Regions from separate parts of the Mus musculus genome. Here region 1 is linked to region 2. A link is a contact called in public Hi-C data. All regions are on one chromosome and are shown on one strand. The core of a region is the stretch at or near the end of the contact, and the rest is flanking DNA. Distances in the headings are between cores, read along the strand shown. Region 1 overlaps Gm30184 (a long non-coding RNA gene). Region 2 overlaps Gm46834 (a long non-coding RNA gene).

What was found. A called contact is a pair of places that touch in the nucleus more often than the background predicts.
Region 1: a contact with region 2 is called in a Hi-C map of cortical neurons, with 4 times the contacts expected there. The contact joins two enhancer-like sites. A contact is called at or near these places in 5 of 484 Hi-C or Micro-C datasets (the C10 cell line, the HL-1 cell line, the HPC-7 cell line and 2 more) and 1 of 9 other capture datasets (embryonic stem cells).

What each region holds. Positions count from the first base shown.
Region 1 is chr3:40,439,140-40,445,680 of GRCm38.p6, forward strand. It overlaps Gm30184 (a long non-coding RNA gene), which reads right to left. Exons shown (of 4, transcript XR_389710.2): 3 at 5,962-6,066. Among named protein-coding and RNA genes, the nearest start is that of Gm30184, 11 kb to the right of the region's middle. Within about 2 kb of position 5,287, at least 19 of the 459 cell types and tissues checked have an H3K27ac peak or open chromatin away from gene starts, as enhancers often do. A contact at or near this core is called in cortical neurons, where this site is marked.
Region 2 is chr3:39,716,350-39,722,454 of GRCm38.p6, forward strand. It overlaps Gm46834 (a long non-coding RNA gene), which reads left to right. Exons shown (of 3, transcript XR_001784057.2): 2 at 1,089-1,197. Among named protein-coding and RNA genes, the nearest start is that of Gm46834, 6.3 kb to the left of the region's middle. Within about 2 kb of position 2,797, at least 14 of the 459 cell types and tissues checked have an H3K27ac peak or open chromatin away from gene starts, as enhancers often do. A contact at or near this core is called in cortical neurons, where this site is marked.

The DNA of each region.
Region 1 (6,541 bases), core at 4,037-6,536, 730 kb after region 2:
ATCTCAGGGGTCACAATGGCGAAGCAACTCGGTGCAGGAGGCAATACATGCTGTGGTAAAAGATGAGGAGAGAGGGAAAAGATATTCAGAAGATGCGGGGTCTCATGTTCTGGTGATGTGCCAACTGCTCTGAGGACAACCAAGCATCTACACAGGAGGAGCATCAATGCATCCAGCGCTACCATGCATCTCTGGCTCAAGGCCAAGCCAGTGAGCTGGCAAGGTGAGAGGACTGCCTGAACCAGTGCACCATGCACTGCAATGGCAAAGCCAAAGCCTTGGCTGATAGTTGCAGAGAGTAAGGAGCTGCAGATGAAGCAGATGTGTAGATGACCACATGCCCCTCATCCCAACAGTGACCAAGGAGATGGAGTCCCTCGTCATACATTAGAAATCAAACTGCTTGTCAATAACAACTGGGGCTGAGGGCAGGCTGTCCAAATGGAAGAATGGACGTTTAGTCTGTTAAACAACATTCATGAGTGAGGAAAACTCAGGACATAGCTAGTTACAGGCGAGTGGCATTCACCTCTGGACACCGGTTCCTTCATGTCTGGACCTTCAAAGGTCTAAGTCCTCCGGCTAGTGCTAAAATTTGAATCACAGATAACACAGGCTCCCCTAGAGGAGATCACTAGATCCTAAATGTTCCTGTGCAAGTTTTGCAGTGGTCGTTCTGGCGATAATGATTGCCCTTGTCCCAGAGGCTCAGATTCTTCCTACATAGACATCCAAGCTGGCAGCTCTTCTCAGCCTGCTGGCAAGGGTTGAGGAGAGGTGTGTCTGTTGCCAAGGTCCTCTTTACCACAAGTGTCACCACACCACCTTACATATGCTCTGAAACAAAACCCAGTATGCCAGTACTTTAGAGGACAGCAAAGGCTTCCTTTCATATCTTTATTTTTGCTTGCTTTTTGTCTTATATGCAAGGGCAGAGAGTGGATTTAAGGTATAGGTGGATTGAATAACTTCTAGAGGATCTTTGTATTTTCTGGCCATCAAGATGGGAATGTCTGTTTCTTCAAATTCTGTCATTCTGGAGGCTCCTAAAGAAGCCGGAGAGTGTCACACTGTGTGGGGGAACCGGCTTCCTTCACTGACTTCTGTGGCAAAGTGACACATCTCCATGAAAAGCAGGGGTCCTGATTGTCACTCGCCTTTCAGTAGCTGAGAGTAAAGAGAAAACAGGAACTGTGGAGAAGCACTGGACTTGGGAAAACATAGATTTTCCAGGATAAAAGTCCAAGCCTGGTATTACTCAGCCCCCAAATTCACAGAGTCCTGTAGAGGTAATCGCTAGCAGAAAGGAAGCTTAAAAGTAAGCGATTTGGGCCAAAGTAAGCTAGGACCATTACAGAGCGAGACAGGCCCACTCCTTACCAAATGCCATTGTGGCCTGGGGCTTTGTAGTGCAGTGTTGCTGTCCCAGCATGGCATTTAGATTATTACTTGAAACAAGAATACACATGTCTGATTCTGTTTGCTATGTCAAGCCTTTGATATATTTTTCAAATGATTTGGTTTTAAAATAAAGTTTCCTTGTCTCCTACTTAGACACCCACCTTGATACCTAATCTTCACATGCACACACATAATCATATGCATATGTGTTTACACACAGTGACATGTCTGTACACACATGCACATGTACATATGTATATGTATATATATATATATATATATATATATATATATATAGAGAGAGAGAGAGAGAGAGAGAGAGAGAGAGAGAGAGAGATGAGAGAGAGAGAGAGAGAGAGAGAGATATTACAAAGACTTCTTCCTGGTGACTATTTCATCTTGGATTATCACAGCCCTTGTTAGCAACGCTGTCTGCCCGGAGTGACTGATTCAGAAAGCTTAAGTATCCTTTCTCATCTGAACTTTAAGATTTTCAGTTTGCCTCAACTTCCTTGAATACAAGGTTTGTTACAGCATTACTCTCTGGAAAACTTCTCTCTAATTAGTACTTATGTTGACATGGAATTTCAAGGCAGTCTGCCTACTACTTCCTAATCCACTTCAGTTCCTGGAGCAGACAGGCATTCATAAATGAAACAGCGTGTAGGCAGCAACATCCCGAGGTCTGAGTGGAGGCTGCATTTCTCAAAAGCTTCCCCAAATACAAGCTTGACTGAGAAGAGGAAGCCCGACGCCCCCAGGAGAGGCATAAAGGAGACAGTTGCAGCCATAAAGAGGCCAGGAGAAGTACTCAGGACAGGAAGGGGGAGGGGGAAGAGTACAAGCAAGTCATGGCTGTTTTGAAAAACTGTGGCAGTTTGAAAAACTGTGGAAATACTCAGAAAAAAAGAAGGCGCACAAACATTTAGAACAGGAAATTGTATGCTCAGCATAGACCTAAATCTGTGGTAGGCTTGGGTGTTTCTAGGAAGAAAAGTCACCAAGGACAAACAAAGGTACCTCCCCGCGCCCCGCCCCCATCAAGGTTCCTTTTGTTAGATTTGTCTTAGTACCAATTATGCCTTGTGATGCTAAAAGGTACACGTTCACACAGCTCCTAACTACTCGGCTCCTTCCTGCCCCTGAGATACTGTGGTGTGGCATCTGCACTCATTGAAAGTAGAAGCAAAAAGAAAACCATTCGTGGGAGTCAGTCCTTTTCTCCCAATGCACACACTCCCAGGTCAGTGACTCCTGACTGAGCAGTCGCTCGAGCACAATATGTGATTAACTGTGAAGACAGTGTTGGTCTCTGCCCAGGGCACTCCACCATGGCCATGGGGACACACTGGACTTCCTTACCCACATGGGTCCAGGAAGTTCAAGAAACAGCTTCTAGGCCAGACCCTGCTCAGGCTGACACACAATCCTAGCTCCATCCCTAGTACCGTCCTCCTTGATTTACTCAGTAAATGTCCCATGACTCTCTGGGCCTGTCCATGAACAGTCCTCTAGCTCCTGAGACAGCCTCATACCTGAACAGACATGGGACTGTTGTCTTCATGTCCCATCTAGACATGAAGCTGTTTCCCTGAGTGATTCCCCGGACTCCTAGCTTTGAATCGCCTCTCAGACCTACTAAGATTTACCCCAAAAAGAGGCAAGAAGGCCAGACACTGGGCTGTGAGCAACCACCTCTCTGGCCCTGCCTTTGCATGCATGTGGCCTTTCTTAGCTTTGTATACATCCATCTTCTCCCCAAGACATTGGTTCTCCTCTCCTCAGGGACCATAAGGTAGAGTGGCTTCAAGGAAATACTGCTTTCACAGGGTTGGAAGTACTAGAATTTAACGTTCTCACAACACCTCGTCATGCATTTCCATTTCTATAATCTCTTCTGTGGATTCTCGATGAGCAACAGGGGCCAACAACATGGCTTAGCAGTAGGAGCGACAATGCCATAGCAGAGGACCTGAATTTGATTCCTCTCACATCAGGTGGCTTACAATCACTTGTAACTCCAGCTCCAAGGAAACTGGTGTCCTCTCTGGCTTCCCTGGACTCACATATGTTGCATATATTCACACAGGCTTACTCATAAACAAAGTAATGGGTTTGTTTGGTTTTTTTTTTTTTTTACAAGAGAAACAAGACATGCGGTGGCACATTTTAATCCCAGAGCTTGGGAGGCAAAGCAAGCATATTGTTGTGAGTCTAAAGGAAAAATCTTAAGAATTTGTGTTGAAGGCCTCAATCTATGAGAGATAACTCATGTGGTCTGCTCAGCCTGCCCTGTGCGTTGGCAGTCCAGTGGTCAACCGTGTTAGCTGCAATTGCTGTGCCATGAAGAGGAGTCCATCTTAGCCGAACAGAGCGTCAGAAGAGCGGAGCTGACACTTAGGTGACCACCATGTTCATATCCAGTCGTTTAAGGTGCTGACTCCCATGACCACCAACAGAAAGAGTGCTGCCAAATCCCTGCCATCTTCGATCCCGCTTTCCACAAAGTACACTGTCATCCTGATACCAAGGAAAGACTTGCAAGCTCTGCCTTACCAGGAGAGGAATGAAGGAACCAGACACAGAAGGACTCTGAACCTATAGTATATACACTGTAGACATTGTAGGTTGTATGTTATGAGATTTGGGCTATTTATAGAAAATGTCACACCAGAAATTAGTGAGTGTGTGTGTGTGTGTGTGTGTTCACAAGACACACAATTAGGAATAAAGAGCTACTCAGCCCACTAGACTATTCATGGAGACAGGAAGGGGTAATGAGAAGGAATTGGTGAAGTAAAGAATCTAGTGAAATGGTGACCTGAGTGCAGGGAGTGATGGGAATGGGGATAGACTAGTTAGTGAACTTGCCAAACAGGGCTCAGTTGGGAAGCGCAAGGGAATCAAGCTGTTGGGACAGCCAGTTCTTGATGGATTGATTAACTTCCAAATACCCATAAGGAGCCTCTTGTCTTTAGAGAAGAATCCAACATCTGGTTATTTAAAACTTGACCAGACTCCTCCTCATTTAAATCAACAGCTTGTAAAAGGCCAGAACAATCTTAATAATAATGGGTGGGTCGAATTCTCAGCCCACTTCCTACAAATAACAATTACACAAAAGGAAAGTTGGTAAGTCCTTGCAAGATTATCAAAACCAGTAACCATCAGGGAGGACCTTGAAATTGTATGTTGTTTCAATGGAAATCACCATTGAAACTGTTAAGAAGGACATCACGTGAAGCTGGGATCCATCTCTCAGGACAAGGGTGCATGTTGTTCCTCCAGAGGACAGGAGTTCAGTTCCCAGCAGCCAAGTCAGTCAGCTCACCATCCCAAGGTGCTGGTAACACAACAAAGTCCTCTTAACTGCTCAGCCGTCTTTCCAGCCCTGAGAGAGGTGACCGGCTGTTCAACCTGTGCAGTCTGTGCCTGTCCCTGTGCTGTGTGCTGCACTGTGTGTTATTACTGTCATCTTCAATCTGAGCGACTGGGGTCCCTCCCACCAGGTCTGCACGAAACTGGGTCTACTGACGTTCCCACGGACTGAGGAGAAAAGGCTCACAGAGATATGTAAGGATATCATGAGGATATGTGAGCAGCATCTGCTGGGAGGGGGTGGCTCAGTGAGTCGCGATGTAGCATCCGTAAGTGCTCTGTTGTCCTGCGAGTAACCTCAATAAGCTCAATGGTCCTCTACTCTGCAGTTGGGTGGAATCCATTTGGTCTGTCTCTGCCCTCTCTATTTAAAGTTAATGGAAACAGGCTCCCCGTGGAAAACCACGCTGAAACCTCTCAAACCCTTCTTTGATTGTGTTTTCTGGATGTCACCGAGATAGAAAATGCTTTTCAAAGCGTTCTTTTCCATATAGAACTTGACATTTTGAAGAGTCGCAGCTCCCCCTAGTGGCGGACCGCCGCGGTCCACGCTCAATTTACTTCTCAGAGAACAATAAAGTTTAAGCAAAGCTTCTGAGACATGGTTTCTTTTTTTTTTCCCCCTATAACTACTATAAAAGCTAATTCCTGTTTCTGAGATGGAGTATGGCTTCCAGGAGATGACCTGCAACTCACTGAAGAATGATTGTGGTCTAACCGAACACCGTATCTGGGCAGCAGGGAAAGACGTATTAAAATACAAAAAGTTTAGCAGGTTGTGAGACACAAGTCTGAGTTGGAATCTGCATTCTAGTCTCGTTCTGTTGATGCCTGGAGATGAGATGTGTGGCCAGAAATTGGATGCGACAACACTTCCCTTTCTTCATCTATGATACGGGGTTGGCAGCATTAATGAGCCACAGGGACCTGCGATTGAGGGTCTGTAGTGGAGACACAGGCCCTACAACCTAAAGACGGGCAATGGCTCAACAATTCCAAAGACCTGAGGTGGCCACTCTGACACATTGCCTACGGCCCATGTTTACTCTCTGACCCCCCACAGTGTGCTATCTAAGCACTCCAGGAAAAGAAAAAAGGATTGTTTAACCCTCACAGCAGTGATCCCATGAGATAAACATTACCATCAAACTCACATGCAAGAGAAGGCAGCTTGAAACTCACCCAATTTCACACCACCAATAATTGGTAAAAGCTGCAAGTCCGTGCTCCCATCTGTCTGCCATACTTCCAGAACACCACTTTCAGGGTGGGGGTTGAGGGGGTGTCCTGAGAAGACAGCCAAGAGTATGTGGGATCTTCAGTCTGACTATTAATCCCAGTCTTTTTTATACAATTTTTAAAAGATAATCAGCATAACCAACAACAGCCACAGAATTTTGAGTTAAAGAGAAGATATGAAATAATTACTCTAGATCCAAACCTTGGACTTTAAAGAACTTCTGAAAGCTCAGGAAATGTGCCCAAAACATTGCATGAAAATACATATATGTGAGTGAGTGAGTGTGTGTGTGTGTGTGTGTGTGTGTGTGTGTGTGTGTGTGTGTGTAGCCTCTTTGTGTATACAAACATTGTGTAGATTATTAAGTGAAATGAAAATGAATCCCCAGAGCATGCACAGTTAGACCAGGACAGTGAGAAGAGAATATCACAATTTTTATTCTCTATTTCTGCTTAGTTCCAAGATCCATCTTCCACATTTTCCACAATTCTAAAGGTACTTTTGACAAAGGGATTTATCTCT
Region 2 (6,105 bases), core at 1,547-4,046:
TAAAAGCAACATGGATTAATTAAATGCCCAAGAGAGGGAACCCCCTGACCGTTCTGTACATTTTGTAGGAATGTTTGACCTAAAGCTCACATTCTAACATTAGCTATCTCAGATTCACAATGCAAGACTTTGGAGCCCAAGGGCAGACTTTGTACTTCAGCCTTTGAATCACAGGCCTAAGATAGGCTAAAGCATTGTAAGGTACATACTGCGGAAAAGACAAAATTAGTAATTTTTAGAAAAGTCTCCCAATCAGAATTTAAAAAGAGCACTTAACCTCAGCTGATAAGGACACACAGTTCATGTATATACCAATGAGGGGCGCTGTGCTATGGAGAACAATTTACTTAATCTGATTCTGACAAGTATAGCTGGATCCTGGGTCGGATTTCATGTTACCAAGCACTGTATAGATCCACTATAGACACCCACAGATGTCTTGGGCCTCCTCTTCTAAAAGGCTTTGGCACACATGTGAGTCAGACCAAACCAATCAACTAAACAGACCTGGGCATCAGAAAGAAAAGTGCATTTGAGAGATCCTCTCACACAAATCTAAGTGATGCTCTCCTGAGACAGTACAGAGTCATGAGATCCCATGAGGAAAGTGCACATCTCAGGGCTTCCCAAATAGTCTTTTCCCCTAATAGACTCAACCACATCTGTCACAGGCCAGCAGACACAAATTTGCACAACTTGAATACTTACGTTTGCAACAATTCTATACAATTAGTTAAATTAGTTAAGTGAATTTATAAGCTATTTGTGTTTGTGCGGGATGAAACCTGTGGTCTTATTCGTGACAAGCAAGATTTCAGCAGCCAAGCTACAGTTCCATCCCAGTGGAAAGTCTACTACTGAGTACTGTTCTTTAAGAAGTCTCTGAAGATGTTGAATATTTACTATTTACTGTACTCTGTTAGGACAACTAATTTGTGAATAGTCAAAGAATGGGTGGGGGGTGGGGTGGCATTCTTACCGGTCAGAATCCTTAGAGTCTGTCCTAAGATCTGTGCCTGTGATCGAGCCTCTCATCCAGAGTAACGTCTTCAGTTCGGGAGATAGCAATGATCTCTTGCCTTCCTCAGCTTCACCGGCTCCTGGGGTCATTGTGATGGCCATTCAGTGAATCCAAGCAGGCAAGACACACTGCAGAAGACAGAGCATGTTACTGAAGATTGTAAGGTACTCCAAAAGGTAAGAATATTAAGGGCCCAGAGGGACTACAATATAGGGCCCAGAGGGGCAAGCATGGACAGTGTCCAGAGGCAGGGCTTTGTAGAATTCTGCCAAGCCAGGCATGGTGGTGCACGCCTTTAATCTCAGCACTCGGGAGGCAGAGGCAGGCAGATTTCTGAGTTTGAGGCCAGCCTGGTCTACAAAGTGAGTTCCAGGATAGCCAGGGCTATAGATGATTGACAGGCCCTTTGAGATTAACTCTTAAGGGTGGTTAGGGGGTCAGTGGCATGGCCTTGTTCTTTCCTAGAAATCTTATCATATATGTTCACCCATGATGAAGGATACCACTCAGGTCCTTTGGTCAGTAATCAGAGTCCTGTAGTTCCCAGTTCCAATTTCATAAGCTGCTGTCTTAAAGGAACATGTTCTTCTTCAATGCTTTTCTAGCCTTCTCATACCTCAGGGTGCTATATAGAACTGTATCAACACTTGTGAACGTATCCATGCAGTAGTCCTTCCTAGATTGTGGAATAGCCTGGATCCAGACTATTCTCCCTCCTCACTATGCTGTAAAAAGCAAAGGCTCAGTTGACTTTAAGAGTTTCTGGTTCTTGAGCATTTTGCAAGGACTGAGTTCTGTATAATAGTGGCAATGAAGAAGTAACTTTGAAAGTAATTAGTTAAAAGGATTCACTAATTGGAACTACTGCAACAGAGAAAAGACAGAGCCCTATCTGAACTTGGTTCCACTGAAGTAAAATGCAGGAGAGATTTAAGGACTGAAGTTAGACAATGTGTAAAGCATGCTATATGAATCTTGTGTTTACAATTGTTTTCTGTGATTTGACCATTCTTATTTGTTATTTGACACTCAGTACCATAACACTTCTGTCCCTCCACAGACACTGGGAGACAGTACCCTCCCCAGTTTCCTCAATGAACACACTCAGGAGACCTGTGTCTATGTGGAAGATGTGTAGGGTGATAAAATTGGCAAGAAAATGTTCCAAAGTTTTACACCTTGGGCATATAAATATTATATGTATAAAATTTAATGTATAAATATTAATTTCTACAGTTAAAAAGTCTGTCAAAAGAGAAATCAGAACCTAGAGTCAGGGAAGTATCTAAAGTTACTCAAAATGGGGTGACATAAAATCCATCTTGATCAGTATCTATTTTTGCTCTAATGATTACCATTATTGTCAGCTTCCCAATCTGATGGTTTACTGCCTGGCCAGTAGATGCAAACAAATATATTTTTTAAAAATTCTTTCTGCTATCAAACGCTACAACAGTAGCGCGTGTGTGTGTGTGTGTGTGTGTCTGGGAATCACGGTTGGCCTCAAAGAAGCCCCTAGACTCCGCTCTAAAGATCTATAAGGTAGGACACAAAATTCACTTCATACATGAAGAGATGTGTGACGTAAGACGACAAAAATCACACACAGCTGGAGTGTTAACCACGCTGCAAACAAACATCTTCACTTTGTTCTTCCCACATATTCAGCAAGAACACCCTCAGCATTGACCCTCACGTGGACGTCTCTGGATGCCTCCATCTGGGTTGCTCATGCTGGCAGTCACTGAAAGCTTTGGCCACACACCACAGCCAGAGAACTTACTGTGCTTGGCTGTGAGCCTATGGTGAAACTTATTTATAGAGAGTTTGCAGAGAAGCTCTTCCCCTAGGAGCTATCACATAATTGGGAATAAAAATATACACATTGAACACAAAGTGACTCGAGTGCTTTTTAACTAACCATATGGATGCTTTAAATCGGGAGAAAATGTAAACATCTCTTCTCTGACTGCTCATACGGCTTCGGCTTCCTGCTTCCCTCTTCTAGTTAAGAAAGTATACAGTCTAGTCAGAATGCTGAACAAGGCCTTCTTTCTTCTCCCCGTATGATCCCAGGTCAGTGGGGTACTTTGAGAAGCCGTATTCTCTTCCTGGCATCTTTTCTTGCTATGATACTACCAAACATCAGAAGAGTGCCCTATGCCTAATCCTCATGATTCTTTGTTTCCGTTTTTGTCTTCCTTTGATCTACTACAAACCACACTCTGAGATAAAGTCAACAAAATCCTGTAGTCTATCGCTGGCATCATGATGCTGACTAACAAATGAAGTATTTCACCATTCTATGAATCAAGGGAAGCATTTTCTAATATTTTAAGTCTTGTTTAAGGCTACCCATATGCTTTGTTTAGCAGCATTCTGTATTCCTTGGGACTAAGACAACTGGACTTTACAGTAATCTCCTTCTCCAGAGATCTGAGCATTTATTGCTCAACTGTGTTCCTAGGCTAGTGCATTGGGACCAAGGGCTGTTTTCAATGAGTCAGAAAACTCTGCTTCACCTGAGCTTCAGTTCAGGGAAGAACAACTTAACAGCTCTTTAAACCTCAGTCTGAAACACAGCAGTGCTTGGGTCATTCTTGTGCTTATGATGTTGCTTCCCTGGGAATACCTCTCATAAACCTACTATTATTTGAAAAGTGACACTGAAGAAATAATAGAATCTTTGTGAATCTTTAGCTGGGTTGGTAGCAATGATAGTGACTCAGAGCCTTAAGTGTCTCCATGAGCATTTATTAAAGCTGTTCTTCTAACACTCTGGGAAGGCACAGAATGGATTCCCATCATAGTCTATACTAGAGCTGGAATTCTAGGCTCTGAGTGTTAAGTGAGAGCTGGAAGCCAAACCTGTGAGAATAGTCCTAAGTAGTGATGTCCCTCTCCAATGTTAATGTGACAATCCATTTTACATGGACCCCACAGTCTGCAATTTGGTCCATTCTCATTTAGGAAGGTGAGTACTGCCTTGGGGTTAGAGGATAATAGCCAGCTACATTTACTCTACCACTACATCTACAGGTACATTACAAATGCTAATAGTTATCTCAATGTAGGTTTCACTCAGCAAACAAGTGTCAACTAATCCCAAGGAAGGGTGCCTGTACTAACTACTGCCTAGGGACTTCCAGTAAAGAGCTTGTCACTTCAGTAATGGTCCCTTTGGTAAGTTTCAAAAACTGTCTCAATGCTCCAAAGTGCTTATTGAAGGCCTTGGGCACTATTAAAAAATAAAACAAATGTTCACGGTGGTGAATCTTTCATCTTCACTATCCTACAAGGTATAGCCCAAGACCTTCATAGTTAACTTCATGTGCCTAACAGTTGGTTAAGTAAAAAATAACTGCAACATTCACAAAAAAGCAGAGAAAACTATGAAAACCACCGTTGAACCTACAACTTAAAGGATGATTTGGTGTAAATAACTACAACTGTTCAGACTTTATTTTATTTAAATAGCAGGCTGGAAATGTTTGTCTAATACCATAACGACCAAACAAAACAGCATTGCTGTTTTCCTGAGTTGTCAGGGATGGGCATCTGGAGGGAACATGCTGTATGTGTGTCTGCACACACTATACCATCGTGTTCACAGGAGTTTGCACAAAAAGCCATGCATGGAAAGTGATGTGCCTAGAACTATGTCATGACTATGTCAGCAGAGACAGCTGGGCCTCCTTGTGAAGAGTGACAGAGATCAGTGATGACACACAGGCTTTGCCATTTTTACCTCTTGGTTGTCTCCATGCAGGGGTGAATATTTAGGTAGTCACTGATTGGAGGCCATGAGCACAACATCAGAACTCTGTAAGAACAGTCAGAACATTTTCCAAGCCATGTTCCAGGGCCCGTGCTGTCCTGAGAGGCATATTTACTTGTTTGCTAATGTTTGCTTTTTGACCTTAATGCTAAACATATGTGGACATGTGTGGCCTCCTAGTCTGGTGCCTCTGAGTATGTGCATACTGTCAAACTGCATGTTAGTGTTAACATGTGTTATAGGCAGCAATAGAGAGTAGACATTGAGAATTAAGAGGCATAGTTGTCTTAGTTAGGGTTTTATTACCATGAAGAGACACCATGACCAAGGCAACTTATATAAAGGACAACATTTAATTGGGTCAGGCTTACCGTTTCAGAGGTTCAGTCCACTATTACCATAATGGGAAGCATGGCAGCATCCAGGCAGATCTGGTGCTAGAGAAGGAGCTGAGAGTTTTGCATCTTGATCTGAAGGCATTCAGAAGGAATGCCACACTGGGGGTGGCATACTGGGACTTACACACTGGCTGGAGCTTGAGTATAGGAAACTGCAAAGCCTATTCCCACAGTGACACACTTCCTCCAAGGTCACACCTCCTAATCGTGCCAATTCCCATGAGCCAAGCATATTCAAACCACCACAATAGTGTTATCATGCAAAACTTAGAATGTTTATTCTTACCTTTTAAATTGTGCTTTCTTTTATGTGCTCAGCTCCAACTTTTATTTCCCTGTGTCCCAAGGATATCTAGCCATTTGTTCAGAGGAAGGTAATAAACACTACATTATGTATTTTAACTGTATTTTTCTTTCCTTTACAAAATGAATATGAGATGCTTTGCCACAAGATTAAAAACCAAAATTGCCAAATTTTACTCCTCAGATGGAATGGAGATTGAAATGGATTTCAGAAGATGGCAATGTGTAAGATTTAGGTAGAGTCATTACCTTCCTCAGGACCAAACACTTACTGGAAAAACAACAACAACAACAAAAACAACCTCCATATTCCTGAGACAGAAAAATATCATCTCCTAGAAAAGAAAAATGAAAGAAATGGAATTTGTAGATTTCTCAAAAATTTTAAACTTAGTCTGAACTGTAGATAGTTGGAGGTGCTGAAAGTGTCATTATTATTGCATTTTTGAACTTACCACCAATTCCCATTGGCTGTTTTTATTCTGTTATTTTCTTTTTAAAATTGCACTTTATTAAATACATGTGTAATTACATGTATATATTATATATAATATAATTTGTACTTATAAGAAAAATACATGAAATTGAGAGGGTCATGGGAGAAG